2 separate regions of the Gossypium arboreum genome follow, and region 2 is linked to region 1. Evidence: chromatin contacts called from public Hi-C data. All regions are on one chromosome and are shown on one strand. Each heading gives the region's core, a stretch centred on a gene start, on an enhancer-like site or on the middle of the called end of the contact. The rest is flanking DNA. Distances are from core to core; before and after follow the strand shown.

Region 1 (4,782 bases), core at 1,670-4,169:
ATACAGCTACTTCTGTGGCTAGTGCTTCTGCTGAAATCGATGTAGACGAATTAAACCAGAGTGGGAACTCAAATAGTGGGATGCTGTCAGGGCAGACTGATCATAGAGTAAGTGGCTCATCCACGATATCAGATGATGGATACAACTGGAGAAAGTATGGACAGAAACATGTTAAAGGAAGTGAATTTCCACGCAGTTATTACAAATGTACACATCCTAATTGTGAAGTGAAAAAGCTATTTGAGCGATCTCATGATGGACAGATTACGGAGATAATATACAAAGGTACACATGATCATCCTAAACCTCAACCTAGCCGCCGGTATTCTTCTGGAAATACAATGTCTGTACAAGAGGAAAGATTTGACAAGGTGCCACCTTTGACTGGTAGAGATGGTAAGAAAAGCTACACATTTAGTTTTTCTATATGTTGATTACATCTTAAGTTATGAATTAATCTTTCATTTTTCCCCGTTTTAGACAAGTCATCCAACATGTATGGCCAGATGGCTCATAGTATTGAACCAAATAATACAGCAGATTCATCTCCGGTCACAGCTAATGATGATAATGTGGATGATGTTGATGATGATGATCCTTTCTCAAAGCGAAGGTATTGTTATTTTTCACAAGAAGGTTTAACTTTCTACTCTGTGGTTTTGTCTGCTTGCTAATTGATATTATCGAATATGAGCAGGAAGATGGATGGGGGGATTGATATCATTCCTGTGGTGAAGCCTATACGGGAACCACGTGTTGTTGTACAGACTTTGAGTGAAGTTGATATCCTTGATGATGGGTATCGATGGCGCAAGTATGGGCAAAAAGTAGTGAGAGGAAATCCTAATCCTAGGTATGTATCATTAAATGAAACATGATAGAATTAGAATGTTATAAATTGCAAATCTTACCATTTAATAAAGTCATGTTTCGACATATAGTTCTTAAAACACTATATTGGTCGGCATAAAATTCCGAAGTGCTTCGTCATAAATTAGAGAAGACAATGGATATATGTATGGATCTTCAATTCTCTTTATGCTAAGCGATATTTGTGTTTTGTTGTTTTGCTTATAGGTCCAATTCTTGCAGACTTAGAGGCACATACTTTAGGATCTTCTATTCAGTTTATGATACTGTTGACCGAATTCTTTGATTATGGTCTATTACATTATTTGATCATATTTTATTTTCTGCTTACTTTTTATGTAGGAGTTATTATAAGTGCACAAGTGCTGGTTGCCCTGTTAGAAAACACATTGAGAGGGCATCTCATGATCCGAAAGCAGTTATAACCACGTATGAGGGAAAACACAATCACGATGTCCCTACTGCAAAGACCAGTAGCCATGATATAGCCGGACCAGTAACTGTAAATGCACTATCAAGGATTAGATCAGAAGAAAATGATGCCATTAGCCTTGATCTTGGTGTTGGGATTAGCCCTGCTCCCGAGAATAGTTCGAACGAGCATCAGCAATTGCATTCTGAAGTGGTCCAAAGCCACCATCAGACTGGTGGTTCTAGTTTCAAACTACATCAAGTGACTCCAATGACAGCATACTATGGTGTTCCTAATGGTGGCATGAACCAGTATGGATCTAGAGAAGCTCCGAGTGAAGGTCTCACTGTTGACATTACACCACTAAATCATTCTTATGCATATTCCCAGACCATGGGAAGAATACTGACAGGTCCATAAATCTGTTAACAATGAAGGTGACAAGCAATAAAACATGAACAGTATTTCTTTTTTCCATCTTTTTGGCTGGTAAAAGAAAAGTAGAAATATTATTCTGAAAATATGTCTTGTTCTCACTCTCTCTCCCTATATATATAAATATTGGTTTACTGTCTGAGCTGATCTTGTTAACTGGCGTACAAACTACCTTCTGCTGCAAATCAGTCATTGTATTAACTTTGGTGTTTGTACTAATGTGGAACTGGTATATGTATTATTTTCTTACAGAGAAGTGTTGTAAAACAAGTTCTTGAAATAGAAATTGTAAGAAACATGTTTATCCATTTTGTCTTCAACTTCTTAGATAGATAACTTGTGATTTATACAATGTATACCTGTGTTTTTCTTGACCATTGCCTCTCAGATACCGTGCCTCAAATCAAATCTTTACTAGACATTTTGATGGATTATTTTTCAAACATTATCCAGAGAAAAAAAATGATTGCTGGAGGCTTGCTTGAGACATAGGCAAATGATTGACCAAACATGTGAAGAATCCAAGGTTAGATCTTGGACATAATGATTGTTGATTGAAGGGTGAGATTCAATTGCAGACAACTTGTTCTCGGTACTGGGGTATAAAAGTACAAAATAAGCTATAATTTCTCTTTGTTTGGAATGCATTAACAACTACTTTTGTTCTTGTTGCATGTGAATTGTGAACCATTTGAAAAGAACCTTTTAGAAGAACAAAAGAAAACATGCTTAGTATTTTGTCACATTCTAGACTAGAGTCAAATCTTTCATAAAGTGTCTAATTTGTTATCTCACTGGTATGGATGAATTTCTGGTTTGAAACTGCTTTACAGCACACTTCAAGAATTTTTTTTTTGTATTAAGTTTTACTCGAGATTTCCTTATTCATTCTCGACATATTTGAAGGTTTAATCTTCCAAATAGGTTGAAAAATTATATAAAGAGAATTATAGAAGTTGGTCGCTATGCTTATGATGGTAATATTTTGAATTGAACAGATATTTATAGTTTTTTATATTAGGTAGCCTTAGCTTGCAGTCTTGTTTTGAACTTGAGTAGGGTAGACACTATAAATGCACTGTTGATAGAATCCAAAACCCTTTAAAGTCTCCCATTTTGTCTTTGTTTTGGGCAGGGATGGTATAAGAATGTAGCCACGTTGTGACCCATATCTCCACTTGAACCCATCAATTTTTTACCATGTCTAAACAATACATCAAACTGACATGAGATTAAACTGCCACGTTTTTTGCAGGGACTGTGATTGGCAATGATTACAACGTATAGAATCTGTAACTTAGTTTAATCGGTTATTTCAGGGTTTGAATTTCAATGTCTGTAATTTATATATATTTTCAACCCTTCAATTTAAGGATATGATAGGCTGTTTAAACTTGTGAAAGTAAGGGTATTATCCGGATCCGAATAATATAATGTGGAACAAGTGTAAGTCAGAAAAAAGTGTCTCCCATTGCCTTCCCTTGACAAGTTGTAAAGTATCCATGTCAGAGAGAGGGAAAACAATGGGAGAAATGCTGGCAGTTTGGGTTTCTTTGAAGGAGAATGTCAACTGTGTAGCTAAGCTGAGTGATGTGGTTGGAAGACCAGAAAAAAACTGTGGGAATTCAAGAACCCAGAACCCAGAGAAAGAGCTTGTTCATCAACTCAGAAACCCCTTTCGAGAAGCACTTTTTAGACCAATCCATCCTAAAACTCAGTTTTGTGGTATGTCTTTTCTCTTCTTTTTGCTCACTTTTGCTTCACCCTGTGTTCCTTTAATGGCTTCCATCTTTTGTCTAAGTCTTCAACATGGTTTCTGGCTCTGCTATTAGAAATAGTTGCTACATATTCTGCATGCAATCTAACTCTGCAATGCAAGTTTTCTTTCCTATCAGAGCTCAATGTTGGTGACCCATCAAGGAACATAATTGAGTTGATTTTTCAAAGAGCGTCAATGGATCCCTCAAAGTCAAAGCCATCATGGAAGATCAAAAGGGTACTAAAAGTGAAGAACTCCATTGAAGTTCTCAAAAGGTTCGAGGATTACAGAGAAAAAGTTATCAAAAAAGCCAACCAACAACACGAGAGACATCCAAGGAGCACCATAGATGGAAACGAGCTGTTACTTTTCTATGGCACTACAATGGCTTGCTGCAGGAAGCCGAAACCGGTGCCGGAGCTCTGCAAAGACCCGAGCTGTCGAGCGTGCCGGATTATTCATTCCCGATTTGACATGGAATTCACTAGGAAAAATGGGGTTAGGTTGAGTACGAGTAGTGAAGAAGTGTGTGACAACATGGTATCTTTCAAGTTGAAGAAGTTGAAAAGGGCTGTAATTGTTTGCAGGGTGATTGCAGGGAGTATTGGCAATACCATCGATAGAACGCGTGAAGATTTTGATTCAATTGGACGTCTAGGGCCTCACTCCAACTTGGAGTATTTGGTTGTACCAAATCCCAGTGCTATACTTCCATGTTTCCTCATAGTTTTTAATTGAATTGCTAACATTTTCAGCCTAATTCAACCTCTTCTTTGTGTTTGATACTTGTATTTAACACATATATTCTGACATCATTCAAACACGTACATGAAAGAAGCATACTTCTCTCAAAACACTTAAGAGTCGAGTGATATAGATCGGTACATTTTATGTTTCCAAAGAAAAACATATGGTTAATTGTTAATGAAAATAAGTGCATGGAGCACTTCTATTAAGATTTAGATTGTATTTTGTCCTTTTTACTTAAAAAATGAGTAAATTGATCCTTATACATTAGATTAAAAAGTAAATTGCTTATTTTAAAATTTTCATCCAATTCTACTGTTAAAAATTGGTCACTATATCAAAATGAGCTGTATGTGGCACGCCACGTGCGATTTTCTAACTATTGTGTTAGCCAAGTTAGTTTTAACAGTAGAAGATGGAATTTTTAACGGAAAGTATTAGTTTGCTCTTTCATTTAATGTACAAGGGCTAATTTGACTATTTTTTTAATAAAAAGGGCAAAAAGCAATCTAATTTCTAGTACAAGTGCCATCATGGTATTTTTACCTTCTTTTTATAT
Region 2 (4,782 bases), core at 1,162-3,661, 270 kb before region 1:
CCTGTAACACACATAAAGAGTAATAAATACATGCATGGAACGAAAATTTCAAGTCAATAATATATCTACGATCTTCTTTATTCTTTATTATATTTATTTTTTATCACTGATAAATTTCTCCTATCAGTACTATTATTAAGCTTTTGCCAATTGACACCAACTAAATTAGATAATTGACTAGAAACTAATAATAGGTATCCATTTATAAAAAAACTACCTACAGTTTTTTAGTTAAAATTTATACATACACTATCCAATTGACACGATAACAAGTTTAACATCATTAAAACACTATTGTTAAAAAGACTTATGAGTAAAGATTATACTAAATATACATATTTTAAAGAAAATGTGTTAGATAAGTATGCATTGAAAACATTATTTCAGCTTGTATGGTTGCCTGCCTACCTTAATCAAAACTTGAGTTACATCCTCATAGCTAGAAACATATTCTTCTGTCAAATTCTCAACGTACAATCCATTCTTTGGATCGTCCTTTATCTGGAAAGCGATGTCCAACAAACCAATTATGCACCAACCTGAAGCAATAAACCCTGGGAAGCTGTTTGAATGGGAAAATAAGTATAGGCAAACATTTACCTCAAGGTTCCTTTGAGTTGGATCGAGTAAATCCCCAATTTGCTCATTGTAAATCTGAAAATAAACGTACAGAAAGCATTACATTATGTCTAACAAAAGGTCCAGACATTGTTACAAGCATTCAGATTCAGGACGGCAAACTAGACTACTTCAATCCAGTATATACCTCAAGAAAGGAGCAACGACACTGATAATTTGTCTGTCTCCCATCAGAGTTCTCTTGTTCCTACAAAATTTAAACGTGTGAAGCAATGAACTACACTTCCAAACTCCAAAGTCCTAATACTCATTTTCTAATAAAATTCAGAATAAGGAAAACAGAAGAGCATACCCTTTGAATCTCAGAGAACAGCATTTGGAAGATACGAGGAACAATCCCCTGGTGGCTCGCAGGTGAAGGGTCCTCAACCATGGCGCTTGGTGGACCCCACATTGTATAAGTCTTTCCACTTCCAGTCTATTGACAAGTAATTTTGCATAAACCATGGTTACTTTATACACAACTCACCGTCAAATTTTATTGTTATGAATGCTCATCAAACAGATAAAGAGCTTAAAATATATTTATATATTCTAAAGAGTACCTGTCCATACGACAAAACTGAAGTGTTGTAACCAGCTAATGCATTTTTAACCAAAGGAACACCAATTAGTTGAAAGACATTCTCCTGGTAGCCACCAAAAAAATACAGTTTATTATGAGTCAACACACCCTTTTTTTCTAAAAAGGAAAAATATAAATGAAGATATAAAAATTGATTCTGCTGACTAACCTGACTGGAATTTGCATCAAGAACAGAATCGAATGTGAATTTGCGGCCACCGACTGATAAAGAATCTGAAGAAACCTTCGTCACTGTTCGATCCACTTCTTTTTCTTGACCATTTATGGGTCTAATTCTCACTACCACCTATTTGTTCACAAAAAAATATGAAAATTGAGTCAAACTTAAAAAGCAAGTTCGGTTTTCAACTTTGCTAAAGATTGAAAAAACCCAGAAGAAGTTCAAAACCTTGTTTAGAAATATGCTAAAAGCTTTAAAATTATGAGAACTGTGTTGCACTGAAATTGCGTTTACCTTGACGGATGGATCTAAATTCGTCAAATCTCCATTTTGTTCTTCGGATTCAACCATATCTTTCTGCTTAAATTCCAAACAATGGTTCAACATATATCATTTTTTTTTAAAATAATAATAAGAAGAAGGAAATACTGATGTTGTTTAACTATACCTTGACGGAAGAGTCCATAGAAAGCGGAATTTGGGGATGAGCGTCAGATGGGTTCACGAAGGAGTCAGAAGTAAGCGATTTGGAGAGTGGAGATTTGGGGGAAAACTGAGCAGAATTATTTATTTGAATAATGTTGGGATCTGGTGGAGGACTGTTTTCAGAGTTGGATTTCTTGATGCTTTTCTTAAGTTTTGATTTAGGAAGCAGATTTCGAAGCGAAGAAGTCGAAATGCTTCCCAAAAACCGGCCATTCTCGGCAACGGCGGCTTCTGCAGTTGATTTCATTGTTTTCACTCTCGTATTTTGGGAGTTTTCAGAAAAAAGAAGAAGGTATAGAGAAGAAGAAGAAGAAAGATTTGAGATCTCTGAGAAAGAGAGAGAGTGAGGGACGGCTTCGAATTTGAATTTAAATTTAAATTTGAATTTGTAGAGAAGCAGAAAGAGGGTGATGGGAAGTTTTTGTTTGTGAGAAGCGGATGGAGATGACCGTTGTGGTTTTCGAACTCTTAAATCTTTAGATCTAGCTGTGTGTTTTATTAGCTCCAAATGACCATAATATCCTTCATGGTCATACCCTTTGCTTTTCTCCTTAGGGTCGGTTGTAAAACGTTTTAAAGAAAATATCTTCTCCATATTTTTGTGTTTGGTTCAAATAAAACAATTTGATGAATAGAAAATAAACATTTTTCTTTTATTTTATTCAAAATTTAACTTATATCAAACTTAATATTATTATATTAATAATAAATTATTAAACATACATATTTAATTATTTATATTTAGTCATATAATAAATTATTAATATAATAATATAATTTATTATTTTAATAAACTATTTAATATTTTAATTTTATTTTAATAATAAATTTTTATTACAATTATAATATATTAATAATAAATGTTTTGTAGTATAAAGGTTAAATATATCATAAGTCTATATATTCTTCATAAATTTATAATTTAGTCTCTATAATTTTGTTTTTAAGAATTTAGTTCCTCTATTTTTCAAATTTGAAAATCAAGTCCAATTATTGACATTGTTAAATTTTTTTGTTAATTTTGTTAATGTCACATTTTTAAATAAAAATACTCACTTGATAGTCATACAACTAAAAATGACATTATAATGAATCTAAATTTAACAAAATATTTTTAATATATGCAAAAACAATGTAAAATATAAAATTTATAGATATAAAATAAATTCAATTAAATAATAAAAAGATGAAAATCCTATATGAATGTTTATTTCATTGAAAATAGCTTTTATAAAATATTTCTAAGAAATTTGTCAAACAACAAAAATATTTTATATAAATTCATCCAAAACACTAGAAAATATTAAATTTTTCAAAAAATAAATTATTTTTAAAAATTATTTTCAGAAGTAATTTTCAATAAAACAAATAAACCGTATTATCAAAAGAAAACCAAATGGGGTTCGGTTAAAAGTACTACAGGGTCCCTTAACTATATTTCAGATTGAATTTTAGTTCTTTTTATTGAAGAGAGTAAAATAATTCTTCCTTCAAATACTTATTTTGGTGTTTTGTGTTTAAGAGATAATAGTAATTTTAGTTCTTGATCTTTACATTTTTATTCAATTTGGTCTCTACTCTTTTTATTTAGAGAAAATTAACCTTCAAAATTTTCATTACTGACACGGTATTATAATTCCGAAAATTATGAAAAAAATCTCTTAAAATATACCCAAATTCATTAAAATACTTGTATAATTTTTTGAAATTTTTATGTTTTCATTTTTTTCATTTTGAAGAGTTTTCCATAATTTTGAAATAAAAATTTTTATTCATATATTCTTTTTTAATATTTTTAAATTATTTACTAATATGACATGTAAGATAAAATAGTATTACATCAACAATGAAAGGTTAAGAGCCAATTTGCTTCAAATAAAACAATAGGGGCCAAATTGAATAAAATTATAAAGGTTAAAACTAAATTGTACCTCATAAATACAACACGAAAACAAGCATTTTATGGGATAACTAACGAATGAACTATTTGCTCATTCATGTAACGTACGGAGACCAATTTACTTATTTTTCAATAGAAAAACTAAAATGCAATCCAAATATAATATAAGGATGGCTATGATACTTTCACCAATAATTTATATTTGGTATCACACTTATAATATGAATTCATTTGCTTAGAGTGTGTTATAAATGTTTTTATCATCGCTGATTGAGTTTTAGCTCAATTGGCATCGTATGGTTTCAAGTGCGTTGAAATGCATTATCCTCTTATTTAAGGGTTAAATATAATATAATATTAAATTTGATAATATTATCACTTAATTCGTATTTGGTAGCTCTAGAGGTTATATTAGAAAATAAAATTTAATAAAAGATAATATAATATTAAATGCAATAAAATAATTAATTTATTCTATATTAAGTGATAAGTAAGTCCCTCTATTTATCATTTTCTATACTTTTTGTTAATAAGTCCCTCTATTTATCATTTTCTATACTTTTTGTTAAAATTATTCTATCCAATAGTTATTATCATAGGTTATTAAACGTATTTAAAAATTAAGTTATTTAAAATATTAACTTTTAATTGATTGAATTTTTCAACACTATATCAAATGAATCTAACTTGAAATTTTATTTTACTTACGATTTTATTATCATGTAGAGAAATTATTGTCAATTTATTCACATTCAAAAACATGTCAAGCAATTTTCAAGGTAAAACATGTTTCATTTAGGATATAATGAAATGTTAAAAGAAATTAGAAGGTATAATCTCAAACTTTTTTATAGTGAGGGATCGAAATAGAATTCTATTTTTTAGGGCAAAACAGAAATTTTATCATTTTAATAATTAGAGCATTATAGAAAATAAGGATTTAATATGGAATTTTACCAAATCAAAAGGGTCAAAGCCTATACCTATCTTTTTGTTGCCACCCTTTATTTT

Evidence for each region. A called contact is a pair of places that touch in the nucleus more often than the background predicts.
Region 2: a contact with region 1 is called in a Hi-C map of leaf, with 2.6 times the contacts expected there. The contact joins the promoter of LOC108464288 here to the promoter of LOC108464192 in region 1. A contact is called at or near these places in 2 of 5 Hi-C or Micro-C datasets (both in leaf).

The regions. Positions count from the first base shown.
Region 1 is chr13:110,171,129-110,175,910 of ASM2569848v2, reverse strand. LOC108464192 reads left to right here and starts at 2,919. Exons shown (of 2, transcript XM_017764347.2): 1 at 2,919-3,442; 2 at 3,613-4,432. The coding sequence starts at 3,151. The coding sequence ends at 4,214. It overlaps LOC108464191 (probable WRKY transcription factor 20), which reads left to right. Exons shown (of 6, transcript XM_017764346.2): 3 at 1-396; 4 at 481-613; 5 at 698-853; 6 at 1,213-2,025. The coding sequence ends at 1,702.
Region 2 is chr13:110,445,364-110,450,145 of ASM2569848v2, reverse strand. LOC108464288 (kinesin-like protein KIN-12F) reads right to left here and starts at 2,411. Exons shown (of 16, transcript XM_017764502.2): 1 at 1,834-2,411; 2 at 1,680-1,742; 3 at 1,374-1,511; 4 at 1,185-1,268; 5 at 932-1,057; 6 at 767-826; 7 at 601-654; 8 at 409-501; 9 at 1. The coding sequence starts at 2,118.